Linked DNA regions of Triticum aestivum: region 2 is linked to region 1. The links are chromatin contacts, called in public Hi-C maps. All regions are on one chromosome and are shown on one strand. The core of a region is the stretch at or near the end of the contact, and the rest is flanking DNA. Distances in the headings are between cores, read along the strand shown.

The links. Hi-C and Micro-C count contacts between places; a contact is called where the count stands out from the background.
Region 2: a Hi-C map of leaf shows a contact between it and region 1, with 4 times the contacts expected there. The contact joins the promoter of LOC123188104 here to the promoter of LOC123188101 in region 1. A contact is called at or near these places in 2 of 5 Hi-C or Micro-C datasets (both in leaf).

Annotation. Positions count from the first base shown.
Region 1 is chr2A:153,491,949-153,495,183 of IWGSC CS RefSeq v2.1, forward strand. It overlaps LOC123188101, which reads left to right and starts at 1,635. Exons shown (of 5, transcript XM_044600140.1): 1 at 1,635-1,944; 2 at 2,276-2,355; 3 at 3,068-3,219. The coding sequence starts at 1,909.
Region 2 is chr2A:153,690,776-153,694,010 of IWGSC CS RefSeq v2.1, forward strand. LOC123188104 (succinate--CoA ligase [ADP-forming] subunit alpha, mitochondrial) reads left to right here and starts at 1,522. Exons shown (of 7, transcript XM_044600142.1): 1 at 1,522-1,830; 2 at 2,737-2,946. The coding sequence starts at 1,627. It overlaps LOC123188103 (a long non-coding RNA gene), which reads left to right. Exons shown (of 3, transcript XR_006494337.1): 3 at 1-265.

The DNA of each region.
Region 1 (3,235 bases), core at 385-2,884:
CAAGGCGTGCACTGTCATATTAGAAGCGGTGGCATCATATGATCTTTGGATATGTCATTCTTTCTTCGGCATGGCAGGTTCTCACAATGATATCAACGTGCTGCAGCGTTCTCCAGTCTTCGCGAGGCTTGCAGAAGGCCACTCCCCACCTGTTAACTTTGAGATCAACGGCCACCATTACAACAAGGGATACTATCTAGCAGATGGTATATATCCTCAGTGGTCAACTTTTGTGAAGACAATCTCGAAAACCCAAGGTGAGAAGAGAAAGAGATTTGCCCAAATGCAAGAGAGTGTTAGAAATGATGTGGAACATGCTTTTGGTGTGCTTCAATCCCGGTGGGGTATCGTTTGAAACCCTGCACTATCATGGGATGAAAGGAAGTTTTGGGAGGTGATGACTGCTTGTGTGATCATGCACAATATGATCGTCGAGGACGAGCGTGATGAGAGTATCTTCGACCAAGGATTTGACTATCAAGGTGAAAATATTGAGCCCCTGCACCAAGACCCGGCCACATTTGAACAGTTTGCTCAATTCCATTGTGAGATGTGTGATTGGCACTCTCATTTGAATCTTCAAAATGACTTGGTTGAGCACGTGTGGGATCACATTGACAACCAATAGATGTATTGGTCCATTTTATGTTTAGTCAAGACAATTTCGATTTGGTTGTAAAAATATTTTATTAAAGACAATTTTAATTGGGTTGTAAAACTATTTTAATTTTCAGACAAATATTTGGGTTGTAAACTAGTTTTGATGAAAATTTGGGCATTTTTGGCCCTGACGGACAGGATAGGGCAAAAGGATGCGTCCGCGCGGTGGGCGCACGGCCACCGCATCCCAGGACACGCTCGGACACGACCCTAAATCGCTACCCAAACGGACAGAATCCGGACAAAACAGATGTCCGTTTGGGGTCACGCGGTGGAGTTGGCCTCAGGTTCTGTGTCCCTACGATAGCCTCTTCCTCCTCATCGCGGGTTGGGGCGGGCGAGGGACCCGCGGTGGTGTACCACGAGCGCACGACGCTGATTCGGGTTAGAGTAGGCTGGAATTACCCGTGCCACCCTCCTGCAATCCCTCCCAAGCCATAGGTTGTATCTTCCTCCGGTGCGCCGAGGCCGCTGCCACCTCCCGTGCACGGCAGCGCCAAAGCCATCGGCCGTATCCGTCCATCCGTACATCAAGGCCGATACGAGGTGGTCATCAACTGGGGCCTCCCCTGTGTTGATGGAGCTGGCCATAGGCTGTTGTACGCCGGCGCCGTTCCGGAATGATGTACGACTATGCCAACTACAGCCACCACATCTTTCACATGTACATGCTCGTTGGGATCCTATTTTCATGCACCGATCCAATCACGTGCACACATCCATCCGGTGTGTATAGTGTATAAATATGCATGCAGGGACTCGACCAACTAATAAACTGGCTAACAAACACAGTACATGTGTCACCATGACACGACTAATCTATAATATCTAAATAGTTCATCCTCACTATCCTATTTCTCTTGACATGCAGCCAATCCACATCAACTTATCGCCACATCATCATTCTACAACCGGCTTACGGATGGGACCAACCAATGTTCAGCAGTGCAGAGATCGCCACCTCAGCGATCAGTTACCAGGGTTCGTGAACCCACCAAAGTAAAAGAAAAAAAAGCTTTTCCGCAGTCATCTTTCCCCCAAGTTTTCCCCACGCCGGCGGTCAGAACCAGAGGAGCCCTCCTCGGGCCGGCGCCTCCCCACGCCGACGGTCAGAACCAAGGAGAGGCTCGCCGGCCTCCCCCGCCGCCGCCATCAAGGCCCGGAAGCAATCGCCCGCTCAGCCGATTTACTGGTCCAGGTCACCTCCGCCGCTGTCACGGCGGGCAGGGCTCCCGTCCAGTCTCCGTCATGGCCGCCGCCACCTCCGACGCTCCCCGGCCACAGGTGCGCATTAACTCGCCTGTTGATTGACCTTCCCGCTACCACCCTATTGCCGCCGCTATCCTTTCGCCTCCACGACGTATGCTCTGCCGGCCACAAGTGCCCGTGAAAAACTGAAACGGCCCAAGGCACTACAGCATTCATGGCCTCTATAGATCGCCCTCCATTACCCTACAAATGCGGAAAAATTGTTGCTGCATTCGCGTTTAAAAACCAGTCTATGCTGCCATCGTCATCCACTCTGGACCGTCCTCTACTCTGGAAGTTGTACTGCCCCTAATATTAGCCACACTGATTTTTACCACCTCTAAGCTTATTTTAATGATTTTCTCAGATTGCAGGTTGGGTCGAAAGGTGCTCGATGATTCGCTTCATAGGACTACTGCTGCTCGGATTGATTTCGTTGTTACACAGGTCTTTTGCTAATCCCGTTTGTCCAGATTGTTCTTTGCTGCGACTTGCATATGCAAAACTCATACAGTGCTAATATGGAATATCAGGCTTTCACGTTTCATAGTACTTCTTATTTCTTCTTCTCAACACAACTTCTCTCATCCGAGAAAAAATCACGGATGATTGGTTCCCATATTATTTTCTGTTTTGTGTGTGTTTATTGTACATTTGATTATATCCATTTCTAATAGGGATAATATGTTGATGCTAGAGCTTAAACTCTAAAATCGTAAAAGGGCGGTGTGTTCAGGATGTGGTTGAGAGAATAGTAGTTGGCAGATACTGGATTACCTGACCAGAAAGAGTATCATGGAATTGGATACGGACTTCCCTCAGGTTTTTGCAATTTAGATTAGCAAATCACTTTTACTATGTACGAAACTGATCTGTTTCTTCTCATTTAGGATAGACGCAGTAAAAAAGATGTCGTCATTATTCTTATTTTCCTTTGTTACTGAAGATTATTCCGTACACAGACACACACACACACACACGCAACTGTGAAGGTATATGTGTTTTTTGTTTTTGGACAAGTCATATACATGTTTGACTGGTAATCATGATGCCTTGCTTCCTTTCTTTGCTGAAATTTTACAACAATGCCTCTACTAACCTCATTTCAATTGATGAGTACAGACCTTCTGTTTGTTTTTGTGTGTGTTAAATGGCATAGGAATTTCTCCCCTGGAGCTTTCCAGTTCAGAGAACTGAATTTGACACTCCAAATCATAATACAACATTCAACATTACTACGCAAGGGAACTTCAGAAAATATTTTCCTGTCCCTGGTAGAAACAGAACTGAAGATTACACCCTTCAGGTTAGGTATGGACACTTCAAA
Region 2 (3,235 bases), core at 272-2,771, 200 kb after region 1:
TTATATCTACTATGTATGTATATTTTTCATTCACACATGTCTCACTGCCTTTTAAGCACTTAAGAGAGCAGAACTGGAGATTGCTCTCATTAAATGTGAACAAAATTGATGTTCTTTTTTTTGCAAAATAGTAAATACTGTGTTCTCTTGATTGTTTTTTTGTCTTTTCAGTTTACCTGAATCTAAGAAGTCCGACCATCAATTAATGAGAGATTTTTGCTTCTATCATTCATGGAACCATTGAAATGAAATACATACCTTGGCTCAACCAATACTTCACAATCTTTTTGCCCAAAGCAAACAGTATCATTATTTATATGTTCTAAATTAAAATATTTTCGCTTGTGTGCTCAATTAAAATTTTACCGCTTAAAGGAAAAGAAACCATTTTTATCACTCCTACAGTTCACAGGGAGAGAGAACAAGAAAGAAAACCTTTCACCAAAATCTTGTCTTCCTACTTACTTTTACTTACCAAGAAGAATCAACAATAATTGAATCTTTTAAGAAAATGGATAAAAGATCATTTTTAGTTAGTAATGTACAACTCCCAACTTGTCTCTTTTACTTCTTTTTCTGTGCATGTGCACCCTGTTGAATGGTGTTGTACTTGTACATAATGGAATTGCAAGCAAAACAATGTTATGGATGGTCTACAAGATTATCTGGATGAATTCATCTCCAGGGTAAAAGAAGGTAGGCAATGTGCATGACATTTGATTTGAAATAATATTGCCTTGAAAATGTATGAGTGCTTTCTTGGCATCTGACATTGCAGAATCAAACATTGATGCATACCTTTGTAAATTCTCTCGGGGAGAAAAAGTATAATTTGCAAGTTGCAACATTGATTCCAAAATACATGGTGTTCACACATATCTATTTTATGTAGTTTGTGATAAACCAAAATGTTCAGAGTTTTTGAAAGCACCATCAATGGTCTCTATTTATATGGAGATAAGTTATGAAAAAATGAGGTTCAACAACTTTGAACCTATCTCTTGCTAGATGTAAGGGCCTGAAAACATGGTTTCAGGTCTATATGATGAATGTTACCTTCGCTGTTTCTTTTGTGTGTCATCTTATATTACCATCAACAACTATAAGTATAAGGTAGTATGAGACATGCACACAAGGTGTATATGATTGGGAGTGGATGTATCTTTTAAAAGAGCATTAGCAGAGACGTGCGTTGCACGTGCAAGCTTACTAGTTAGATAGTGAGGTGAACTTCTTAAGTATATAGGATATGGTTGGACGGCTGTGGCCTCTATCCTTATCCACGGACATGTCCGAACATGTATGGAATACTTGGGGTGTCCGTTCTGACGAAAGAAGCCGGAGATGCCCTAGGCCATTCCGCCGTTCGCCTCTATCAACCGTAAAACGTATTGACCAAAGCCGCTTTCCCGCATGCTTTGGAAATAGTCATCCATGTGTTAGCTTCCGGAAATAGCGACAAACGCAGGGGCCCAGGCCGAAGTTTGACCCCCCAACTTCTCCTGCAAGAATGGATCGCGAGGCCCCAGAAAACTGAGGAAAGTAGACCGAGCCCCAAACGAAATCGAATCGAGAGGAGAGAGGAAAGAGAGGAGCACGCGCCGCCGCCAGGCCAAGCACATCGCCATGGCCGCCTCCTCCCGCCGCGCGTCCCAGATGCTGGGCTCCGCCGCCTCCCGCCTCCTCCATTCGCGTGCCTACGCGGCCGCCGCCGCCGCGCCCTCTCCGGCGGTCTTCGTCGACAAGAGCACCCGCGTGATCTGCCAGGGCATCACCGGAAAGAACGGCACCTTCCACACCGAGCAGGCCATCGAGTACGGCACCAACATGGTATGTCCCCCGCGCGGCCTCCCTCCTCGATGTATTGCTCGATCCGTTCATTTCCTCCTCTCTAGTGCGGTTCTAGGGTTTGAGATTGAGAGATACAGTCGACAATGCACGATCTCGTGGGTGGGCGGCTGTCGATCTCCATTTTCCGCCTTTTAGGGTTTCGTCTCTTATCGATGTGTTGTTCCAGGGGCATTCTTCAGTTTGCAGCCAGGACTTCGGTATTTTATTATGACTCATCAGACAGCAAAACATGGAGAACACGGTTTTTATGGGTTCCCATATGTTTTGTAAATCTAGGGCCTGCTCGATCTAAACTTAAAAAGAGTTTGAGGAACAATTTCCATGATGCACGCCCTGTATTTTCAAGCTGCTATGGAAAATCGAACCGAACTAAATGTTATGTATTGTAATGCTAGAATTCTTCAATAAGCGGGGTGGAGACATCGAGTCATATTTTACTTTTGATATTATTGGTAGCAATTCGGGCAGGGCGTACGAGGAAAATGCTGGTGCGTACGAGGAAAAAAAAACTGTCATGTGGATGGTGAGAATTATGTATGCATTCCGAGAGCCTCACCTGGGCAGGTTGCAGGTTCTAATCCCATTACTACATCCTTGACCAGGAGCTCACAGTTAACTGTCGCATACTGGTTGTAACAGTGACATACTGACACTACATGCTAATTATTAGTTGTCTTATGAATGCATCTGCAAAGATACCTTTGTACCATCAAATCAAGGCACTGGCATGTTTCTGTAAGGTTGTTTGGACTTCTCTTAAGCCTTAAGATATATAGATATGTAGCTTGATTTTTAAAATATAATCATCTTCAACTAATTATTATGTCTCTTCTATGGTTTTCATCAAATGATGCCCTTTTAACTTAAGTACTTTGCATTGAACAGGTAGGTGGAGTTACTCCCAAGAAAGGTGGAACTGAGCACCTAGGCCTTCCAGTTTTCAACTCGGTAGCAGAAGCTAAGGCCGAGACAAAGGCCAATGCATCTGTTATATATGTTCCACCACCATTTGCTGCCGCTGCAATAATGGAGGCATTGGAAGCAGAGCTTGACCTTGTTGTCTGCATTACTGAAGGGATACCTCAGCATGACATGGTATGGTATTTTTAACAATTATGTACATCACTAAGCACATTGTTTGCTGTGTATCTGAGCATAATAATTTTTGTGATGCCATTTGTGTTTCCTTTGGCTATAACTTGATCAGTGTCACTAAATACATATGGATATGTAGCTAGCTATATGCAGATAGGCACACATTGAACGGGTTTAGGTTTTACTTATACTTCATGTGCAATTTTGTCCTGAACCATTTGGCAGTTAATTTATTGATATTAAGTGCACAATGTTAATAATCCATACCACATCATAATTATGTGTTTAT